2 separate regions of the Cyprinus carpio genome follow, and region 1 is linked to region 2. The links are chromatin contacts, called in public Hi-C maps. All regions are on one chromosome and are shown on one strand. The core of a region is the stretch at or near the end of the contact, and the rest is flanking DNA. Distances in the headings are between cores, read along the strand shown. Region 1 holds the start of cobl (protein cordon-bleu). Region 2 overlaps cobl (protein cordon-bleu).

Region 1 (5,205 bases), core at 368-2,867, 59 kb before region 2:
GTTTGAAAGTAGACAAAATGACACCCCAAGTAGGAACTTGAATTTTAGTTTGTGCTCTCCTGACATCTACTGGTCAGACTAGGCATGGTTTTCTTCACATGGAAACTGACGACTTTGAGATGTTAAAACGTTCACAATTATGACTTCTTTCATGTTTAAAAGGATAGTTCACACACACACACACACACACACACACACACACACACACACACACACACACACACACACACACACACACACACACACACACACACACACACACACACACACACACACACACAAATAAAATTCTGTCATAATTTTCTCACCATCAAAAACCTGTCTGTTTTTTTCTAATGTTGAAAACAAAATAAGATATTTTGAAGAATGTTGGAAACCAAACAGTAGATGGTTGAAATTCTTCAAAATATATTCTTTTGTGCTGAACAGAAGAAAGAAACTAAGACAGGTTTGGAACAATTTGAGGGGAAGTAAATGACAGAATTGACGTTTCACTTTTGGGTGAACTTTTACAATAAAATCAAATTATAATAATGCAGGTTTTCGATTTATCTATTTAAAAAAAGTTTGCTTTTTAACAAATTATTATTTAAAATTCTAATAATTGTTGTAACAAAAACAATTAAAACAAATTCCAATGTCCTATAAGTATATTATTAAGTAGGAACGACTTTTAAATATAGCATAATTACATTAAATAGGCTGTTTAGTAACCTACCAGGCGCAGGTTCTGAGTCCTCTGTCATCTCTCTTGGTTATGACAGCTGAATCTGTGAATTTTTTTGTGATCCTGTCAGTCAAAAAGCTTAACAAACATAGGAGGTGCTATTTCCTGAACCTCCCAGAGGCGGGTCCTAAACTCACTTTAATGCCATTAAAAAAGTTCAAACTGCTGTCTGTATCATTAAATCAATAAATTTGGAATTCACATAAGCCTTTTTAAACTGAGAAATTAGTAGGGACATTTCATTTAAGAAAAAGGGGCATTGGCCCACAGCTGTAATTGCAATACATAAATATGCATACACACAGACACATATAGATTTACACATTTAAATTTAATTTGATTAAAATAAGCATTAACAGAGAACAATTTGTATATGTAAATTTGAAACTTAAATAAGCTTTTATGTAGCTTATTTTCTATGTAAATATACACATTCCCAGTACTTCAACTGTCTTTTAACTTTTACAAATGTTCACCTGCTAAAAAGTGTTCCAAGGCCCTCTTAGGGTTAAGGTGCAGCAGAATTTACCCATCTGTCTTTCTGAGAAAACAGTTGTATTTGATTGTTCATATCGTTCAGTAATGTTTGTATTAGCAGACAATTTGTTATATAATATTTGTCAAAGTTCTTTATGAATAAATAGAAAACTGTAATGCGTCCTACATATACATTGACACTTCTGTCGTGTAACAGTAGGCTATTTATTCATGAGCTGACAAAGACTCTCACCAACGGTTCCGAGGATCCTGCTTAAATAAACAGGGGCGGGGCTTATTAACGGCGGGCGAGCCAATCAGGCAGACCGCAAAAGAATAATAAACGCTAGGGACGCTGGGAGTAAACACTATTAGAATGTTAAGGGACAGATTTTTTTGTTGCAAGTTCACGGTTACCATGGTAAAAGCTTGTGTTATCATAGCAGTTCCATATTGATATTATAATAATTCTCCTGATGATTACATAAAATGTACGTCTTGACAGTTACGCTAATGGTAACTGTTCTTTAGATAAACGACTTTAGGTGGAGAGAGTCATTTATTGACAGTCTCGCTTTATCAGTGCTGTTTACTGAAAAGCTCACTCGCTTCCAGCGGCTCGTTCTCTCGGGCGCGTTCTCGCGCACAGAATTCCTGGCTCAGGCTGCCGTTGAGCGCGCGCTCGAGAAGCCGCGGGAACGGCGCTGCCTGGTGGACGGATTAGAATAGGGTTGTGAACTCCTGTGCCGCCCCTGCTGTTGTCTGTCTATGAAGCCGAATCCACGTACAGTAAGTATTTCATTGCTTTATATTTTGGTGCTATTTCCGTGACGATATTATTTTTACTTTGACTCGGAACCTTTTTATGGTAATAGTTGCGTTGATTATACTGCATATGTTCGTAGTCTCTTTTGTGACAAGTGAAACGTTTGAATGCTTTTATTTGTTTTTCCATATTTAAGAACAGAATTGCGTACATAAAACGCTTAACATCTAGGAGCACGGTAAATGGTGAAGTCGTTCTGAATACTTGACCGTGACACCTTGGTGCTGGTCAGCTGTGTTTTGTGTAACGTTAGAGAAGTTCTTCTTTACCTTGTTCTGTTTAACTTAAATATATTTTCCTGCTCTTTCTTTAAAGGTGACACTTGTATGAATAAGTGTGAATCCGAATTCCAATGTCCACCCCTGGAAATAACGTTACGAGTAAATTGCGTTGATAGAAAGCGGATTTGGTTTATGACAGATGAATTTGGGAGACGCTAAGATCAGACCTCCTGTAGGGTGAGTGTAATTTGATACAGAGCCCTTACTAAATGTTCATGTTTGATGGATTTGAGTGTTATAACTGCTTCTAATCTAAGTTATCTATCTATCTATCTATCTATCTATCTATCTATCTATCTATCTATCTATTGAGAGATGATGGTGTGTTCTAGTGTGCATAAATTTTTTTCAAGCTATCTTGATCACCATGTGTGACACACCAATCACTTGTTGAACTCTTTTAAAGGGATACTCCACCCGAAAATGAAAATTTTGTCATTAATCACTTACCCTCATGTCGTTCCAAACCCATAAAAGTTTTGTTCATCTTCGGAACACAATTTAAGATATTTCGGATGAAAACCGGGGGACTTGTGACTGTCCCATAGACTGCCAAGTAAAGTACACGGTCAAGGTCCAGAAAAGTATGAAAATCATCGTCAGAATACTCCATCTGCCATCAGTGATTCAACCATAACATTATGAAGCGACGAGAATACTTTTTGTACACAAAGAAAACAAAAATAACGACTTTATTCAACAATTCCTCTCCTCTGTGTCTCTCCAAATCAGCGTAGTGCCATTTTGGCGAATCTGAGCAGTACGCAGGTGGCGTATGCTCTTCTGTGTCATCTGCGCCACAAGGATACATTTTCTATGTATATTTACGTTTTGGTTTAAAAGAAAACAGCTCATCAGCGCAGCGCGGCAGACATAGAAGAGAGTACGCTGCCTGTGTACTGCTCAGATTCGCAAAAATGGTGCTACACTATTTCATAACTTATACGGATACATTTCATAACGTTACGGTTGATCCACTGATGGCAGATGGACTATTCTGACGATGCTTTTCATACTTTTCTGGACCTTGACCGTGTATTTTACTTGGCAGTCTATGGGACAGTCTCAAGCCTCCCGGTTTTCATCCAAAATATCTTAAATTGTGTTCCGAAGATGAACAAAGCTTTTACGGGTTTGGAACGACATGGGGGTAAGTGATTAATGAAAAAAATGTCAATTTTGGGTGGAGTATCCCTTTAAGTTAGTGAAGGTAACTGGAACATCAGGATATTCTGTAGTGGAATGAGAAAATCTGAATAATACACAATTAAATGACTTGCATAGATTAACATTCCAAATTCTGAAATTTGGTCTTATTTACAATAACAGATCTAAGAGTCTGTAACAAAAGAAGTTGAAATGGCATTTGACGTGTTTGGATAAAAGCTATGTTCTAGCAGCTACATGAGAGAAGAGTAACTAGGAAATGAAAACAAATAACTGTCTGTTCATCTGTTTTTGTATTCCACCTCTCACACCTTTTGTCACCTCCGCTCTTGACTCAATAGCTCATTATTCCATTTTATTGAATGGCATGTTTGCTGAGCTTTTCTACCTCCAAATTAAGTACCTTAAATTGACTTTGTGTATTTGGTATTCAAGTCAGTCCTCATGAGAAGTAAACGCAGGTGTGACAAATTCCTCTCCACTGGAATTGTATTCTCACAGAAACAGAAACTTCTGGCGATGGTAACGTATCTTAGCAAGCCATTTAAATGTTATCCAGTGTCCCCTCTCTGACAACACAACAGTCTGCTTTGTGGCTCTTACCCATAGCCCCCCTTTCCTTTTATGTAATCAGACCCCATTACATAGCTAAAGCAGTGGACGATTGTGGTTATTTAAAGCTTGAACAGTTGTTCAGCATTCCCACCACTATCTTCTCAAAATGTTTATGAGTATCCAGTGAGATTCAGAAAGAAGTAACTTTTGTTACATTCTTGGTCACAGTTTTGATATTATGCAATGAATTTGAACAAAAAAAGCAGACAGATTGATTGAAAATGCAGACCAATTATATATAACATACATAATCATATTAGGCAGAAATGTGATGTTTATCGTATTATAACACTGATATTTGAACTGTAAAGTCATTTTAGAGTTTACGATGTTACCATAGATATTTTGCTACCTAGACAACATGTAGTTCTATTCTAATATCAGAATTTTGTCTACAAAAATGGGTAGGAATCCTGATATCTGTTTATGAAGTGAGTTTAAGTGTTAGCTCATGCACAAGATCCCTTGTATTGGAACACTTTGTTAGTAGATGAAAAATTAAAGTCCCCATTAAATCAAAATCGAAGTTTTTTGGCTTTTAGTATAAATATCACCTTAAGGTTATCTATAAGGTAGTGTGTTCCAAAACAATGACAAAATTCACATTTATAAGATATAAGCATTCAAAACTTATGGTCTCTCACTTCCAATATGGATCAATGATTTTGATGACATCACCTTGTACTTCAGCTTCTTATCAAACTTTATGTCCAATCAAATGCTCTCTAGAATCTGAAGCGTCCCACCCCCTACACCATACGTAAATAGATGCTGTAGCTGCTACTGTAATTGGTCACTTGTTCACAGAATTAGTATTTTCTGTATGGTGAATGGCACGTAGTGCACTATATAGGGGATAGGGAACGATTCAGTGTAAATATGATTATTTATGCGGTTTTAACCTAAAGCACAGCATCGTCCATCTGTGAAGGACATAGGCTGTCAAACATACACAAGTGTTAACCAATCATAGCAGTAGGTGTTTACTTCCGAGTCTACAATCTGCCACAACTATTCAAACGGAGCTTGAACGTGGTAGTTTTGTGTTGCTGTCTATGGGTCAGAATAGAAAGCTCTCGAAGTTCATCAAAAATATCTTAATTTGTTTTCCA
Region 2 (5,593 bases), core at 1,418-3,917:
GTGGCTTAACAGTATGTGTAGTTCAACTGTCTTGAATGTGCTGAGTCTGCTTCCTGTCATAGAACATGCTGGAGCTTTTTTGAATTGAGATGGCCTGGTCAGTAGATATTATACAAGACTTGCAGTGCATATATTTATGTACTCATCTTTCATGCTTATTGTTACTGTGATGCTTTCATTCTCAATGCATTTGTCTTCAGAGAAACCTGTTACTTGTCCTGGTAATTCTTCTTTAGGTTTTGTAGAGGCTTTAGTGTTTTTCATCTGATTTTGTTGGCTTAGAGCGACATCTATTGCCAGAATCTTGTACTGCATTTTGTGCATTGTGTGCTATTTATTTTTTTGCCTCACACTAATGTTCAAAAATATGGTGTTTGTAACTTTTTTTTATTTTTAAAGTGTCTCATGCTCAACAAGGCTGCATTTATTAATCAAAATAACAGTAAAACAGTAATGCCTTGAAATATTTTATATATTTAATTTAAAATAACTTTTTATTTGAATATATTTGAATGTAGCCTAATTTATTTTTGCTTTTTAATATTTTGGTGAACATGATACCAAGGCTAAATACTAAACTCACAAAAAACTTTAACGCTACTGGTTTGCTGGCGTGCAAGCACTAGAATTTATTCTGGATATGCTAATTTTATATCTTCTATAATCTATTGTTCTCATTAGCCAGCTCAAAATTAACCGCTTCAACTAAAGTAACATTGCTTGACTCAGTTCTACATTATAATAGTTGCTTCTGCGTGTTTGTGTAAGATGCTGAACGAATGTGTTTCTCTTACAGCTGAATCTCTTCACTCCAACAGTCTGAGTGGATCGGAGAAAAAGGGTCTGCTAGGCTTCCTGAAGTTTAATCGCAGGAAATCAAAGGTAGAACACAGGCTCACATGTGTATGATTGGACACACACAAGTGTCCATTCATATTTTTGTCTGTTTAAACCTCTACAGTGCTGTATGTTAGAATGCTGCATGTCCAAAAATATATAGACGTAGAGCAATTAACACTTGGATATGCTGGGGGAAACTAATGCATATTGCAAAATATGATGAAAAAGAAACATGTTGTTGATATTTCAGTGTTTGAACCCTGCATTGCATGGTTTTCATTGATATTATGAGTCTGCCTGCCATGCTAGTGTACATTCCCATTTCAGACTGAAGATCAGTCCTCTGAGGACATGGACAGTCTTGATGATGATAGTGTTGTTGACAATGCAGACACTAACATTAATGTAAGTACTAACCCATGTAACTGTCTCTTACTAATACACTCTCATCTTTCCATCTGTCACAGTTTTCAGTCTTTAACACAATTATACTGCCTGCAGGTTGATTACTTTTTGTTCTTTTCACAAAATCTGTGCCAAATAGCACCATGCTCTTTTGTGATTCATTGTTATTTATTATGTCAATGAGCAAACTTATCTCTTAATTATATAAAAAAAGAATAGTTCTGAACCAGAACTCAATGATAAAATGCTATAAATAATATAATGTTTAATGTTTAATAAAATTATAAATTTAAATTATAATAATAAAAGGTTTATCTTAAAATGAAAATTTGTGTTTTTAATATTTGTATAAAAATTAGCTACTTAAAACTACTAATGAAAGTTTTACAGAAAATCTGCACTCCATTAAATGTATTTTTTTTCCAGGTTTCACCTCTAGGTGTCAGTAATTACTTGGGCAAAAAAGTGATCTTCAGGAGTGCTCAAGCACATTTATTTACACAGAGCCATGTTATAATATGTGATAAATGCCATATCAAATTTAGCTTTCTTCTGGGTACAAATTTGGCTCCATTATATGGTTAATTAGCTGCATTCATACACACTTGATCCTTCAAATATCTTTATTTCTACACCCACATTGCTATGTTCCTCCATCTTCCTCCTTTCAGAGAAGCACACCCTGTTCTTGAAGACACTCAGACACATGCGCTGAACAACTTGGTTGTCCATAATTTATTATGGACGTTATTTTATGTTATTTATTATAGTTATTTTCTTCCTATCTCTGATCGGCCTGCCAAACAGCCTTTTTACGAAAGGCCTTGCTCTGCCCTGCTCTACGTGCTCCCTGCCTGTAAATACACAAGTTCAGGTAGAATCTCATCATAAACAGAGCCAAGAGCCATTTTCAACACGTCTCAGTAACTGATTTCCAATTATGTAACCCGCTAATAGCCATTCCCACATTGAACATTCCGTTCTAAGGGCAGAGAGGGGTGAGAGAAAAAGGCTGAACTTCTGCAGCGAGGTTGTGTAGTCTAATGAAAGCGATCAGAGCAGTGGCTACTGTAGGAGAACTGTGATTATTTTGTCTTAGTGCTCTTCCAGGTGTCAGTGTGTTTGTTTGTGCAGGTGTGCGTGTTTGTGTCTCTTAAGTTTTTTATGTCTAGTTTGGATCATATGTCTGTTCGTTACTCTGCCTTCTTCTCAAGTCAAGCTGCAAGACTGCATACTTTCTTTCTCTCTCGTTCCAACCGACAGCTGAGCTCTCACTCAAACACTCATGCAAGGTCCTGGAAGATCCGGTGTCGTTCCTGTCAGTGTTTGCCAGATCACTCTGCTGTCTCTTAAAGGAACATCCGCTCTGTCCTTTCCACACCTCTGTGTGTTTTTTACGTGAAAAACCCTACTTCTCAGCATTTGTTTGTAAGGTGAAGTGTGTAATTTGTGTGCCATTAGTGGCCACAAATTTAAATTGCAAAAATAATGTTTTTTTTTCAACGGATTTCCCAGATATTTTTACCATCCCTTCCTGTCTAAAATTGTTTGAGTAAACAGGTAGTCACACCTCAATGTCACACCAAACAAACATATTTTTTTGTAAAAAAAAAAAAAAAAAAAGAAAGGCCATTGTGTTCACCTTTGTTAGGAGTAGATGAATGGCTTACTTGTAGCTGTCTCTGCCACGGTTGGCCGAAATTCAGTATTTAAAGTCAAAATGAAACGGAAGTAGCAACAGATCTTTTGTTCTGTATTGCGCAGTACATATTGTGATTAGTGTAATGGATTATTGAAAAACAACAATAACAAAAAACGTGGGACAGGGATATGGTTTCATCCATCGATTGATGATTGGATTTTGAAATGTTGGCGTTGAGTTCCCAAATACTGTAGATGCAGATGAATGCAAGCTTGCATGGTTGGAAAAGTGTGGCATACGTCGCTATAGAGAAGTATATCATTTCACCAGAAAATCAAGGTTTAACATTCTGAATAAAAAATATGAAATCAAGATGATTTGATTGCACTATATGACGTAATTTTCCAATATTTAGAATTTTCTCAAAAACCTACTTTTTCGAACTCCTCCTAGGCCGTTGTTCTGATTTTCACAAACCAGATAATCTTCAGACCATTCTGACAAAAATGTATGGAATTGAAGTTCGTTCTCGAATAACACGTGAACAAATTTGACGAAGAGCATCCAAAAATGGATGTAAGGCTTTATCTCTGCAATGGTGTAGCATATTGAGACCAAACTTGGTGTATGTTATGATGACCATGACCTGAGGCCACCTGCATAGTTTCGGCGCAGCACCACCTAGTGGTTAGGAGATATGAAAACAAAATTGGTCTCTTTAGATTTGGTGCAGCATGCCGAGTTGAACCATACCCAGTTTTCCAATGTCAGCCATTTTGGGCTTTGGCTATTTTGAATTTTGTCATAAAATGCTATTTTTTACGAATGCATTGAATCCTTATGAAACTCGGTATGTGTCCCTGATGGTCCTTAAAAAGTTTTGGGGCAGCACCACCTTGTGGTCAAAAGTTATAATGAAATTTTCAAAAATGCTAATAACTTTTGATTAAATTGGCCTATTGTAATGAAATCTAACTGGTCTAAAAATATTTGTTGGGTTATGCCGAGAACATAGATACCAGTTTTGCCATAGTCGACCAAATTGCCTTTAATTGCTGCTTGCAGCTATATTTAATTTTGTATTTATTTCCTGATTAGCCCAACTGATTACACATTTCTCTAAATATTAAAATTTTTTAATTCTGTTGTTTGCAATGTTTATAGAAGTTTAAAAAAATGTAATAGGAGATAAATTTGATAATTTAATAGGAGCTACAACCAAAAAAGTGTACTAATGGTAAAATGGGTACTCTGATGGTAATCTAATGGTAATTTGAAAATTTCATAGCGCATCAAAAAAAAATATGTTTGCAACAGGGTTATGACTTTTTTGAAATTCAGTCCATTTTACTTATACTTCAATAGATGGAAATTCAAATTACAGTTCTGCATTCTGTTAACTACCTCAATTCAATTCATTCGGAAATTAAATTGATTCTGAGTTCAGCAAGTCAAGTCAAGTGACCTTTATTTATATAGCACTTTATACAATGCAGATTGTGTCAAAGCAGCTTTACAGTATTAAACAGAAAAATAGTGTTGATAATATTTAGTGATGTCATCTTCCAGCTCAGTACAGTTGAAATAGTATCTGTGCAATCAAGTTGTAGTAAAGTAGGAGAATGTATTTCAACATCTAACAAAATGACACAACATTTCACTTTTAATGTCAGGTGTATATATGTATTTGCTTCCAGAAATTACTCATTGGTGTAAAACTTAATTTTTGTTGACAAATCAATACAGTATTAACACCTCTAAATCTTGCTAATGAAAGCTGTATAAAACACAGGAAACATGGACGATAATGGCATTATTTGTATAAAATCATCTTGTTCTAATGTCCCTATTCTTTAATTTTCTTTCTCCTCACCTTCCCTCACTCAGTTCTGCTTCTCAATAATTGCACAAAGTCTAACTACACATTGTGCTAACTTTGTAAACATTTATAAATTTGCCACAAGAGAATGATTTCAAGACATCCCTAAGCTCGTAGATTTGCATAGCAGCAGAATAAGAAGATATCGGCTTCACAATTGTTGTGGTTTAGTATTTGTCTTAAGTCCCTCCCTGTTAACCGTCTTCTCAGGGCAGCTGCTTTATGGTGTGTAAACGTGGGGTCATGACCGGGGTAAAGCCCTCAGAACTCAGCCACTCTCCAGGAGCAGGTCGTGACATTTTCAGCCCAAATGTTATTGATTTGCTGTCCTCTGTTAAACCTGCTGCCCTTTAAATGGCATCGTCTTGGAGCTCTGAACTAACAATCATTTTCTGCCTTACCTTCCTCCCCTAAGAAGCTGTATTGGGGATCTACTGCTTTTTACACTGTAGGAATACTGTTACACACACATACAGGATTTTAAGAGTATGATATGCCACAAAATAAGAAAAATATATACAATAAGTTTATTTATAATAGGGCTGCATGATATTGGAAAAAACTCACATTGTGATATTTCGTTTTTCTGCGATATATGTTGCGATATGAAAAAAAAAAATCACCAGGGGCCTCATGTATAAAACTTTTTATGTAGATTTCATCCTAAATGTGTGTGTATGCACAAAACCTAGATTTTGCGTACGTACAAAAGTTTTCATATTTATAAAGCCATGCGTATGCCAGAACCTGTGCAAAATTCTCTTTGTAATTCAGAGTCAGCGGAAGATTGTGCGTACATGAATCTCCACCCCGTCGCCTCCCCAAAA

Evidence for each region. Hi-C and Micro-C count contacts between places; a contact is called where the count stands out from the background.
Region 1: a contact with region 2 is called in a Hi-C map of skeletal muscle, with 2.8 times the contacts expected there. The contact joins the promoter of cobl here to the enhancer-like site in region 2. A contact is called at or near these places in 3 of 8 Hi-C or Micro-C datasets (liver and skeletal muscle).

The regions. Positions count from the first base shown.
Region 1 is chrB16:7,418,363-7,423,567 of ASM1834038v1, reverse strand. It overlaps cobl (protein cordon-bleu), which reads left to right and starts at 1,617. Exons shown (of 16, transcript XM_042740501.1): 1 at 1,617-1,993; 2 at 2,346-2,488. The coding sequence starts at 2,451. It overlaps LOC109059491 (C-C chemokine receptor type 5-like), which reads right to left and starts at 1,256. Exons shown (of 3, transcript XM_019076682.2): 1 at 1,204-1,256; 2 at 719-770. The coding sequence starts at 746.
Region 2 is chrB16:7,360,200-7,365,792 of ASM1834038v1, reverse strand. cobl (protein cordon-bleu) reads left to right here. Exons shown (of 16, transcript XM_042740501.1): 6 at 797-882. Among protein-coding and RNA genes, the nearest start is that of cobl, 59 kb to the left of the region's middle. Within about 2 kb of position 2,667, at least 1 of the 8 cell types and tissues checked has an H3K27ac peak or open chromatin away from gene starts, as enhancers often do. A contact at or near this core is called in skeletal muscle, where this site is marked.